Regions from separate parts of the Arachis hypogaea genome. Here region 2 is linked to region 1. Evidence: chromatin contacts called from public Hi-C data. All regions are on one chromosome and are shown on one strand. The core of a region is the stretch at or near the end of the contact, and the rest is flanking DNA. Distances in the headings are between cores, read along the strand shown.

Region 1 (7,031 bases), core at 2,492-4,991:
GCAGACTTGCAAATTGTCAGGCAACCCAGTGGTAGATGAGTTGAGAAGTAGTAGTTGGCCCGGCAGTGATATTACAGTGGATCCAAATATTGGAGGTACTGGATTGAATTTACTAATTTAGTCTGTGCGGACATATTACAGGACATATTTATGGCTGGGGCCAATGAGAAAGCAGCAACATGAAGTTGCTGGTGGACTGATCGGAGCTCTTGTGACATCTTCAGCGAGACACATATCAGAGATTCAGAGGGAAATTCGGAACCTGGATGTGTGTTTTTTCTGTTTATAAGTTTAGCTTCTGTCTGAGTCATGTATAGCGTGCCTTTCTATGAAGCCTTGAGGAAATTTCAGAGGCTTGTGTGTTCATTGAAGGTTCTAGCTTGACTAGAGGTATAAAAGGGTTGGACGATTTGGGTTTAACACATGGTTTCTAGTGCATCAATTTGGGAACCTCAATTAAAAGTGAACGTAACATCAGAATAACTCACCAATAATTCAGAATTCAGATCACTAATTCAAATCGTTAAAAGGAAATAAAGAGAGGGAACGATTAATGGTTTAAATATAGTTTTGGTCCCTACAGTTGTCTTTTCTTTTTTCCTTTGGCAAAGGTGGTTATAATTTCTACCAAAATATTTTTTATCCATAATATAGCAGAGACTCAACAACGTACCTGTGTAGTGGGAGATGAGTTAACACATCTGGAAGGAGATGCAGCTTTTTTGGCATCCTTCAAGTAAGACTTCAATAAATCCGTGGGAGAAAACTGTTCTGTAAGATTGAATGCAAAAGCCAAATTAACTGCATCAATTTGCCGCCCGCTGTTCACCAATACTTCAATCACACCTGCACATCCAAAAAGTGAATGCAGCATTAGAACAAACAGGTGCAATACTTTAGTTGCTGGACTCTCTTATTGGTACAAATGCTAGATTCATGCAAGAGACTCGCATGTTAAAATCCATAAGCTCTTTGTTCACATAAAAAGGGTTGATCACTGCTGCTCCGTAATACATTAATTACGGAGAAAGCCTTGTGACACATATATCAGATTAATAACTTGTATCGAACTTGAGAATCAGTTAGGTATCAAATTTGAGAATTTGCATCCATCATTTTGTCAATGAACATCCAAGATATTAGCATATTCCATTCAATTAACTTCAGTCATTTTTCAGGGAAGCAGAAGAGTCATCAAGACATCAACTAATCACAATTCATGTTTCCTTTAGATTTTCATTTCAGTAATTCAGCAAGGGAACATCCATCAAGATTGTCATAATAATAAAATAAAAAAATAAACATAAAATTACTAAATACAGAGTTCTAGGAAAGAAAATCATATTATCACCGTGATTGTGGGTTATACTGACTTCATTCTCCTTAAAGGACCAAACTAGTTTTAGAATTTTTTGATCGAGACTAAATTGATTATCAATTTTCTTTAGAAGACTGACTGATTTCACCAATATATTTGGGACACAAAAGTACCTTTTGCCAGAAATCCTACATATTAGTACCAAAAATATTTGAGGAGTTTCCATCATTCATGGAACATATCTAATACTGATATGAAGACAATCTTTAGAGGTTCCGTTCTTCATATATGAGAATTAGCAGAGTGTCAAAAACTTAGGTGGTTTTATAAGATTTTAGACAATATTGAACATTATCAATGAACGAATACACACCAGGCATTTTCTCAGACAACCCAAGGCAACGACACAAATCAGCAGTTTGGCGACGCCGAGAAACCATTGGAATGAACCTGGAAAACTCCTCCTCGTTAAAATCAGAGGCAATATCAAAACATGCTAGAAGTTGCAAAAATGCATGAGCCTCTAAGGAATTCCCATTGCCAGCATCCACATCTAGAGCATCCAATCTGGGTTTCCACTCTTCAGCAACTGCTTTTGCCCTGTCCTTGATATCTTCTGAAAGTTCATTAGAGACACCATCTGAGTTGTTCAAGAAAACGTACAAACATTCCATCAGCATGATACAGGTTCGGCGTAGGCCCAATAAGTTAGCATCCTTCTTTACATCCTGATTTGACGCTTCTGCACAGTAAAATCCTTCCAAAGAATCTAAAACTAAACAGGCAGCATTAGGAGCAAATCCTAATGCATGTGGTATTTCATCCCTTATAGCAGCAAGATTCTTACGGTTATCAGATATGAATTTGTGAAGACCTCTAGCATCCATTTCTTTACATAGCTTTACCAACTCTGGATAAGATAATAGATCCACATTTCCACCTTCAGGAGAAAGTTTTACATCTTCCAAGTTACCTTCAGCAGGAGTGGAAACAGAATCCACTGGTTTCTCCACCACTCCAGGTGTCCGTTGACTCCCACCGGGGAAAATGTCCAGATCTTTTGATGAAACCTTCCTGTGCTTTTCTCGGGCATTAAAAATGGCAAACACAGCAGCATCTCTTTTATCTTGAAGTTTCTGCAAAGAAGCTTGCTCCTTGGCACAAACAGCCACTTCCCGCTTCTCCAATATTTCACGAGACTTCACCACTTTGTTTTCAAACTCTTTCTCTTGGTCCTCCAATTCATGAAAGCGTCTCTTCAATGATTTCTCAAGTCCATGGAAATGTTCCTCAAGCTCTTTCCATTTCAAGTTAAGTGTAACAGCTCGATAGCTTTCAAGTTCAGCAAATGCCTTTTGGAGCTGTTTTATCTTAGAACTTGTTGAATCTATCAGTGTAGCAACTGAATCCGTGTCTTCCATGGCAAAGAAGCTGAATGCAGCACAAAAACAAAATTAAGCTACGTATAGTTGATTAATTGGGAGCCACTAAAATGAAGCATAAAACAATCTCAGCAAGTGTGTAATTATAGCGCTTTCAGTTTGAATTTTATAAATAACATCCAAGTGAAGGCTGAAAATCAGACAATGAACTAGAACTTAAGGCACTTCTCCATAATTCAGTTGTTCATATAAAACTGCATAATCATTTCATTGCAAAGTGCACACACAAGATATCAAGAAATTAAAAATTAAATTAATTAAATTAAATAAAAAAACCCCAGCAGATTTCAACAATTTCTATTACATATTATATAGAACTGAGTAAACATATAATAGGTTTATTCTAGATTCTAGAACATACAAACAACATATCGGAGGTATAGGATCGAATGAGTCACAAAAAGAAGCAAACCCTAAATTTAGAAAGAGGAGAAAAATCGTCCTCAGACAGTTACGTTCAACAATTAGCACAACACAAAAAAAGAAAGGACAATACTCCAAAATTTGAACAATAAACATACTTCAAAAATAATAAAATTAAAACCAAGGTATGAATTTCAGAATTTTAAAACCATAACAAAAAAAAAAAAAAAGAAGAAAGCCAACTGCAATGTCGACGAAATAACTCTAGCAGAAAACGAAAACGATAGAATAGAAGAGTAGATTGTTGTTGCAGAGAAACAAAGAAAGCCGATCTAAGCTGATAGCAAGAAAATCAATCAATAAATTAAAATGCTACTTTTTAAATAAAATAATAATAATTAAAATAAAAAAGAAGGAGAAAAAGCAAGTAAGATTGAGCTCACCTGATTGATCTGTGAAGGAAGATGAATTAAGAAAGTGAGTGAGAGAATTCTCTATCCATGCTTTCTCTCTTCAAAGAAGAGGAAGAAGAAGAAGAAGAAGAAGGAAGAGGTGGTAGTGTGGTGTGGTTTAATGAAAAGAGTTTTCAGCACTCTCACTGTGTGTGGCACACTGTGCGGTCTTTGTCTTATTTTTTTATTTTTTTTTTCTTTTCTGTTTTTTTTTTTTTCTACGCAGTGCATGACAAAAGCATTTTTGAGTTACTTCGTTTTCCGTTCCGTTTTAGTTTTGGCGTTTAGCTGCTGCTCGTTACTACTGACTACTGAGGACTGACTAGTCACAACGGAGTGTTGTCTGAGCTGCACGTCTTCGACAAACATTCCTCTGATTATTCTCATCACGTACCTAATCCAATCATAAGTTTCTTTTATTATGGATTAAATTTATAAAAAATAAATATTCCAAATTATTTTCTAAATAAATTCTAGTAGGATTAATTTTTAACAAATTTTAATTATTAAAGGGTAAAATATCGTTTTTGTCCCCAACGTTTGGAGTAAGTCCCAAAATTATCCTTAACGTTTCAATCATCCTATTTAAGTCCCTAACCTTTCAAATTGACTCAATATTGTCTTGCCGTTAGGAATTCGTTAACAGAATTGACGACTGAATAAAATTGAGACGATTTTGAAACGTTAGGGACTTAAATAGGACAAAAACGTTAGGGACAAAAACAATACATAAGAATAAATTTTAATTTAATTTTATCTTTCAATAATATTATTTTTTTACTGTACATAGTATTCAATTATTTTTTAATTACATCTAAATAAATTACACTTAATCACATTACTTTTATTTTAAATAAATTTATTTTTTTATAATTTTAAAAAATTTTGATACATTAGAGACAAAAGGTATAATTTACATTTTATTGTATATATATTATTTTTTTTCTTTTCTGCAAATTTATATACTAGTCATTCTACAAATATTTCATGATAACTAAAAATCTTTAAGAGTAAAATTATAAAAAAAATTAATTTATTTAAAATGAAAGTAATATGATTAAGTGTAATTTACTTATATGTGATTAAAAAATAATTGAATACTATGTATAGTAAAAAATTGATATTATTGAAGGATAAAATTAAAATTTATTTCTATGTATCATTTTTGTCCCCAACGTTTTCGTCCTATTTAAGTTCCTAAAGTTTCAAAATCGTCTCAATTTTGTCCCGCCGTCAATTCTGTTAACGGATCCCTAACGGCAGGACAACATTGAGTCAGTTTTGAAATGTTAGGGACTTAAATAGGACGATTGAAACTTTAGGAACAACTTTAGGACTTACCCCAAACGTTAGAGACAAAAACGATACTTTACTCATTATTAAATTAATTTCTTTTCTATTAGATGAATCAATTTTTATGTCAAATTAAGAAAAATACCAATTTATGTTCATCTTACCTATTAAAATTATCAATTAAAAATAATTTTACAAGAAAAGATTTTAAACTAGAGATTTTATTAAGGGAGGTGAAGTAATGAATAATTAATATTGAAAGGGAGAATATGCAATTGTTTAAGTGAGTAAATTTCGATCATAATATTATACAAAAATGTATATATTTGGACTCAAAAAATATAGCTAGACCCAAATGAATAAAAGTCTATTCAAGAGATTCAACTACTGTTATACTTATCTGACCTCGCAGAGGTCGCGGAGGTCGAGCATTACGATGGCAGTTCAACTCTACTTATTTGAATAAATAACTAACTTCTAAAATATCTGCCACTTATCTAAAAGAGAGATTTCCACAAACTTTCCGTTATCCACCCTCAAAGGAAGATCTTCTCTAAAAGGTTGTTATCTATTATACTATAAATACACTGACGCCTTTAAGTATATTCAAAACTTAATCTACTAAAAACTTGCTAAAACTCTTGTTAACTTAAGCATTAGAGTCCAAAAGGAGACGTCGAACATTGCCCAAAAGAAGTCTGGACCTCACGTTTAAATCTAAAACAACCCAGTTTCAGATAACTATCGGAACAAAAACCAAAATAAAAAATTTAGTGTAACTTAATCATATTTAGTTAAGCAACCAATGAACTGATTATTCAGGAACCCAAATTGATTTCACATATATAATTAAATTTCAAATAATATCAATGTCAATTTATGTAAATATCACACCGTTAAACATACATCCTATAAAAAATATGTCTCGTAGTGGCTCAAGAGTATTTAAGGCTGATCTATAATTTCGAACTGTAAAAAAGCAACAATAGTGACAAAAATCACAAAATTGTTCTTCATAGAAAAAGAAGATAATTTCTGTACTTTAAACTGGAAAGACAAAACATGATATAGATAGACAAAAATGCTTTAAAGCCAATTTTAGTAACCCTACAAAATAATAATAATATAATTTAACACGCGAGACATTTTTAGGCTTTTACGATCACACTATATCTCCATCTTTTTCAGTCTAAGAACAAAAAGGAAACGCTTTCTTAGAAACGACAAACTAAGAAATCAGAAAGATTTACAAGTCAACAAGGTGTCTTTTACAAAAATTAAACAGATCGTGCATACATAATACATTAGAGGATCAGATTTCAGAATATGTTCTACTGCGAAGTTAAATTTTAACATGTCATTTTATCTCGTTTTCAGGATCCTTAAATATTACATTGATAAAGTACAACATACAATACAACAGCTGCTTAAGGGTTAAGACTTAAGGCTACAACATTAAAGGGAAGGATCAAAGTCATGCATTCACCATCTCTGCTTGCTAACTTAGTGGAGATATGTAGCTTGATACTGATACCCATTTCCAAAGTAGTTTCCATGGCTAGCAGAGATGTTATACGTGGCAGAACCGAAGAGAGGAGGACAATGATTGTCAGTTGGTGCAGGATACATGTAAGGTCGGTCATAAACATACTGTGGTGGGTACCTGTCAGCAACTCTAGCATAGGAGGTTTTGTCAGAAGGGAAGTTAGTAACTCGGGGACCATATCCCACGCCATTGGCGCGGGGTCTCTTAGGTTGAGGCTTTGTAGCTTCAGTTTCCCTCTTCTTGTCCGCTTTGGCCCTCTCTAGTTGAAGAACTCGTTTTTGGAGAGGGTCAAGAGCATACTGATCTTCAAGTTTATGCTCTTCAATGCACTTGATTACAGCCTTAAGAGCAACTAGCTCTCGCTCGTTAACCTCAATCTGAATTAACAGCAGGTTGTTAACAATATTTAAAAACAAAAACAAATTAGATCCACAAACCAAATAAAACTCGAGCATCAAGTGGGTAACCTAAGGATCTAAAAAAAAAACATATATATGCTTTTGTGCATCAAGTGGGTAACTTAAGGATCTAAAAGAAACAACATATATGTGCTTTTGTTCATTCAGGGACAACCATTAGGCAACTCAAGAAAGCAAGCAGTTATAGGTTGCCAATTG
Region 2 (6,283 bases), core at 2,108-4,607, 140 kb before region 1:
GCGTGGCCTCTTCCAGTTGCACATTGTTTTGCATCTCGTCATCCCTTTCTTCATACAAGGCGTTAAATCTGGAACCTCCCTCATTAAAGGTGTTCTTCATATTGCCGTTACTTTCCTTATGAGGCATGGTCTTAGAGTTTTGACTATGTTTTTTATTATTCCTCGGAAGTTCCTCCTGTTTCCTTCTTTGGTACCTCCTTACGATCATCCAGGGGCCAAAATCAGGGGGATTCTGATTTGACCGTTGCTTGATCTGGACATCAATGTGTTCCTGATTATCCGGACTTTCCCGATCCACTTCCGCCGTGCTGTCATCATTCATTCTCCTTGCCGCCGTTGCTCTCTTCTCTCCGCCTTCTATCTCCATCGCCGGTTGAACAGGCTTAGTCCCACCATCTTCACTGCACTGTTCCACTTTATGGCCATATTTCCCACAGGAGAAGCAGATAAGATGTAAACCTTCATATTCAATATTAAGCGTGCTTCCAAGAACAGAAATTCTAGGCACTAATGTTTTTGACAAGTCAATCTCGACGCAGATCCTCACGAATTTTCCTCTTGAATGTATTGAGGTAGCGCGATCAATTTTCAACATATGCCCGATAGTAGAACCCACCCTCCATAAGAAACGGTGGTTATATAATTCAATAGGAATGTTGGGATGCGAATCCAGGCCGCAATCTTTCTCACATGGTTCTCCGTCGCTAGGAAGAAAGGTTTCCATCTCTGAACAATAAGGTAGTGTCCTGCGATCATCCATGGTCCTCCCATGAGAGCATGGGAGTAGTCCTCTTCTTCAACAAAATGTACCAGATAGTAGTCTCGGTCCATGTCGATCACGCTGATCTTCCCTTTTTGTGCCCAGTCGCGCTGCAGCCGCTGCTCAATGAAGCCCAGGCCTACTCTCTTGCCTAGAACTTTAACGATCAGCGCCTTCTTCCAAGGCTTGCACCAGTCTTCAAACTCGTCCTTCGACACTGGGATAATAGGGCATGGGTCGAAAGGTTTGTCACTCAGGTCCTCCTCCTCCCTATACCATTGATCTTCCGGGTTGGGCTGATCCTCGCTCATGTCATCATTGAGATTATACATATTGTCCAACAAGCCACCTGGAGATGAGAGCAGGCTCTCCTTATACGAACTTTTTGTCTTGCCATCTATTTTATGAGGGTTGTCTTGATCAGGATCCACCCTGTCTCCTTGTCGGTTTAGGTCTAGTTCTTCACGAGATTTGACCTTCTTCGTACTACGTTGCACCAGATCCACCTCCTCTTTTGAAAACCTAGCAGAACTCTCAGTTGTCATTTTTGTCTAGAAATGAGTTTTTGAGTTCACTTCATAAGGGGATAGGGATTCTCTGGTTGTTATTCTGAGTTCTCACTACTCTACACTTATTATGGCCTTAATTATATAGTTTTTTTTTCTTTCTTCTTTTTTTTTTAAGCCAACATTACAATATTACAATTAAAATATCATTAAAATTTATTTTTTTTGACTGTCATTTAATCATTAACTCAATTTTTTTAGAGTGTGTTTAGAAAGTTTTTTTAAGAAAAAAAATTATAATTCTGTTAAAAAGATAATTCAATTCTATTTTTAATTTAAATCCATAATTTAAAATGATACATAACTTTAATATAATTGAATTATTATTGATTTTGATTTTTACTAATTTATCCTTAACTAAAAAAATTGAATACTTCTGTAAAGATATTTTAGGTTTTTCAATTTTTAAAACTATAATCATAAGAATGGAATTAAAAATCAAACTAAAAATAATCTAATTTATAAATAGAGTAAATGTGAAATTTCGAATTCTCATTAGAATTAAAATTATTAACTTTTATTCGTTTCAAAACATATAAAAAAATTTAATTCTTGAATGAATTCTAATTGTTAGCTTTTTAAATAAGTTTTTAATTTATTTTTTTAGATTAATAATCTAACAACATATTTTATCTCATACTTTTAAACATTAATAACTAATTAATAAAAAAAATTCTGATAGCTCTCTCTTTATTACAATACTTCCATGAAACATTTCTCTATTGTCTCCAGGAATAATGCATGCTCTTGTGAAATTTTTTTGTAAATTTTTTATGCAACTGTCATTTGAATTAATGATTGTTGTTGTACTACTAATATTATATAAAAGAGGTTGTTCTTTTAACTATTATTATAGTAAGCTTAAGATGAAAGAGTAAAATTAAGGAGTAATATATTATTATGGAGAATATTTATATGATAACATCTTTATATATGAAGATGGTACTCTAAATTCTTAGATGATTAATCAAACATATTTAGTTAAATATATTAACTTATTTAATAATTTATAATATTATTTTCATGTGAAGATGTGATTATAGGAATATCCACTTATTATTATTTGTGTGATTGTGATCTAGTGGAACATAAAAAGCAAAAAATCCTTTAAGTGAGTTTGGTCCTATGGTATGTTTGTGGCTATTTTTTAATTTTATATAGTTTGGAACTCTCGGATATTTAAAAATAATTTGAGATCGTTTTATAATGTATGAGTTATGTGAAAGCAATAGTATAAATATAAATTATTAAATTTCGTGAAACTCAACTTGGTTAAGTCAAGGATGGAACAATGTGACCATATTTGGAGAGATTAGGAAGGTAAATTTATGGTTTATTTTCCTGTTAATTTTGGGTGTGCTATGCAATTTGTCAGAATTTTGAATATTTTTTTAGTATTGGATTTAATATTAAATTTAGAATTTACAAATGTCGAAATTGAAGTTAATCTTCAGCAAGAGTTCAGAAAAGCAAATATTTGTTCTATCAGATTTGTCTCTTCTAAACATAATTTAATTAATTATGGCGGTCATATTTACTTTACTCTTCCTCCTTGAATTTCTCGAGTTTCATACTCATTTTACTGAGATAATATTTTAGTCCGCAATTGATAAAAATATAAATTTAAAAAAATAAATAATGTTATTTTTATTTTTAATAATATTATTTCATATATATTTTACTGTATATTTATATAAGTTGGTAAAAAAAATACATTATTATAAGAAGAAGAATAATACTTATTTTTTAAATAATTTAAAATTCGTTTAAGAAGTTTTAAAAGTAATTTTTGTAAATTTTTTACTTATAAAAATAGTAGTATTAATATTTAATGTAATTTTTAAAATTAAATTATAATTTTTTAAAAAATTATTTAAAAACTTATAAAAAAATTAAAAAAATAATTTTTTTTATAATATTATTATTTTTTATTATATTTTTATAAAATAAATATTTTTAAAATTAAAAATTTAAATATAAAATTTTTTTTTTAATATAATTATTTATTATTTAAGCTATTTTGTGAAAAAGGAGTTTAATGTGAATTTATTAGTGATTATTTTTTGGTCTTGCAGCAGGGTTCCAATCCTCACTCTGAAAAGCAAGAAGAATGAGAAAGAAAGAGAGAGAATAGAAGAATAACGCGATAAACAGAAATGGTGTTACAGTTTCTGAAGCATCCTTTCACCATCTCTCGAGGTTTCCACAGTGACACAACCTTAACTATCCTTTCGCGTTTCCCAACTTTCAATTCTCCAGGTACACCCACGCATAAGCCATATATGCAACTTACACATTTTTTTTTTCATTTTTTTTTCTTTTTTCTTTTTCTTTTCAGTTAGATGTGTCAGCGCTCAAATTCCAACTCCATTTAAGGGATATGCTACTGCGAATTCAGAAAAGGTTTTACCTGTGAAGAAGTAAGTAAGCTTTCTTTGCTTTAAACCCTTGTGTTAAATTTTCAAATTTCACGGCTTAATAGCTATTCTTCTTTATGTGATTTGTTCATTTGTGTGTGATGATGTTGAAATATTGGCAACTACAACAGTGGTAGTGGATGTTGTATGTAATAGTGTTATGGTGTTTTTCATTTTTGACCAACTTTGTAGAGCAAATAAATTTGAATTTATTATATTTGTACAGCACTATGCTTATTATAAGGCATATACATTTGAATTTTCCTTTCTTTTCTCAGGGGTTTGAGAAATGATTATTGGCTGAATTTTGAATTTCTCCTTTTTTTAATAATAAAATAAAATAAAGGTCGGAAAAATTAGTTATGTGGTCCCTGGCTAAGGTAATTGTGCTTTGTGAATTGAGTTGTAGGTTGAAAGCAATTTATTGTGATTCATCCTTCATCTATTTGGCAGTATCTCTGTTTTCCTACGCTGTGAACCATTATTTTTCTTTTTGTTTTTTAAATCTTAAGATTGAATTAATAGTTAGGATTGTAGATCATGTGCATCAACATTAAGTAAAAACGAAGAGAACATTGTATGTAAAAGAAAAGGGAAAGCCTTGGTATTCAGTGGAATCATATCATATCACTAAACACTAGTTTCTTTTTCTTTAATGTAATGGGATATCTTGGGATTGCTTTAACCATATATTAGTTACTAATCAACTTCCCCCCTCCCCACATCCCTGCTGAAAGGAATAGGAAAAATAATATAATAAAATAAAGTGCTGATGAAATGTTCTGTTTCCTTTTGTTTTGTAGGAAAAAGAGGCTTGATGAAATATGTCTTGAAAAATATCAGCAATATAGCAGATCTATCATCCAGTCATGGATTTTGCAAGGTAACTAGTTTCAATTTTTAGTTCCTGTACAATATATAGATGCTCTGTTAGGAAGCTTAATAGAGCTGTACTAATTGGTTGAATTTAAATAATGTGACACCTAGATATGTTACACTTCTTCAATTCCTAAGTCTTTTGTGATTTCAAAGTTCACTAGTGATGGAAGATTTTCTTGGTGGATGAATTGGAGTCTTCTATTTTGTAAACATTTGTTCTAAACTAAGTGATCAAGTAACCTTATGATTGCAAAGATATCAAGTTTCAGATGATACCTTCACTCCGTCTTTTGGTGTGTTGCATATCTTCAAAATCCTTCTTTTTCTTTTTTCTTTTTTTGGTCTTTCTGTGTTCTTATTTTGTGTTATCCTTGACTTCATATACTCAAACATCTATATGAATAACATTGTCATAGTGAAAATGAAACTATACAATATACTACTAAATAAAAACTAAATCATATGTTATGTAGGCAAAGTACATGTCAATGGGAAGGTGGTAAATAAAGCTGGTACTCCTGTGTCTGAAAAAGCTGTTGTTGAGATAATTGCCGAAGTTCCGAAATATGTATGTAGGTGAAGCCATCATGCTCTGCTTACTTGTAAAAATATCTTTACAGTAACTTTGGTGAAACTGTAGTTTCATTCTTTCTTTCTTTTTTATTTCCTTTTTATTTTTGGCTTTAACAACACAGGGCGGGACATAAGTTGGAAGCTGCCATTGAACAACTTGGTGTCAATGTTGCTGGTAAAGTTGCTCTTGATTCTGGGCTGTCAACTGGAGGATTTACTGACTGCTTACTTCAGTATGGCGCATCACATGTTTATGGAGTTGATGTAGGCTATGGACAGGTAACTCATCCTATTTTATAAGTTCTGTGAATGTGGAAACTGGTTATTGGAGTCTACATTATTACTGGAGTATGCTGTTTCATTTTCCCTTTAGAAGTTCTATGCACTCTTCTTATTTTTCATATGACCTACAGCTATTGCATATCAATCTGCTTGGTGATTTTCTACTGTTCATGATTGTTAACTTATTTAGGTGGCTGAGAAAATTCGTAGAGATGATCGAGTATCTATTATAGAGCGGACAAATTTAAGATATCTTACAGAACTCCCCCAAAATGTTGATTTGGTGACTTTAGACCTTTCATTCATCTCTATTCTCTTGGTAAGCTCTGAAAACAGATCAAACGTAACTCAATTTCTCCTATTACGGGGTATAGCATTTCTGTTTCGGGAAATTGGATTGGTCCAGCCAGTTGAAACAGGAAGTAGCCAGTTTACTGGTCTGTTTCATCCCTTCTTCTGAGTTTTGGATATAACCAAAACTGTTAAATATTTGTCTCAGACGTATGGTTTTTGGTAGACTGGTGACTGCTTCATGTCATTCTGATTTTGTTGTTGGACAGTAAACTGGTCAGACATGTTATGATGCTATGTTATAAAGTTGAAAATGGTATGTAAGCTAAATCTTGCACACACTTTGAAAGTAGATAAGCCATCAGCCATCAAGTCAAAATTGCTTGTTTTTAAAGCAGGAACTTGTACATTTACATATGTTGTTTAAAACTACTTTAGAAAAATGGAGATTCCAAATTTTGCTGTGGTTGATGCACCAATTGTTAATTATTATAACTCTTCCAGTTCAATTATCA

The links. Hi-C and Micro-C count contacts between places; a contact is called where the count stands out from the background.
Region 2: a Hi-C map of leaf shows a contact between it and region 1, with 5 times the contacts expected there. The contact joins the promoter of LOC112775801 here to the promoter of LOC112775038 in region 1. A contact is called at or near these places in 2 of 8 Hi-C or Micro-C datasets (leaf and an unstated tissue).

The regions. Positions count from the first base shown.
Region 1 is chr19:11,838,917-11,845,947 of arahy.Tifrunner.gnm2.J5K5, reverse strand. It overlaps LOC112775038 (FRIGIDA-like protein 3), which reads right to left and starts at 3,741. Exons shown (of 5, transcript XM_025818513.2): 1 at 3,567-3,741; 2 at 1,692-2,749; 3 at 674-846. The coding sequence starts at 2,739. All of the region lies in intron 1 of LOC112779912 (serine carboxypeptidase-like 50), which reads left to right. LOC112776297 (FRIGIDA-like protein 3) reads right to left here. Exons shown (of 4, transcript XM_025820396.3): 4 at 6,114-6,791. The coding sequence ends at 6,372.
Region 2 is chr19:11,976,340-11,982,622 of arahy.Tifrunner.gnm2.J5K5, reverse strand. LOC112775801 reads left to right here and starts at 3,357. Exons shown (of 9, transcript XM_025819656.3): 1 at 3,357-3,585; 2 at 3,665-3,746; 3 at 4,547-4,626; 4 at 5,096-5,198; 5 at 5,318-5,474; 6 at 5,668-5,796. The coding sequence starts at 3,483.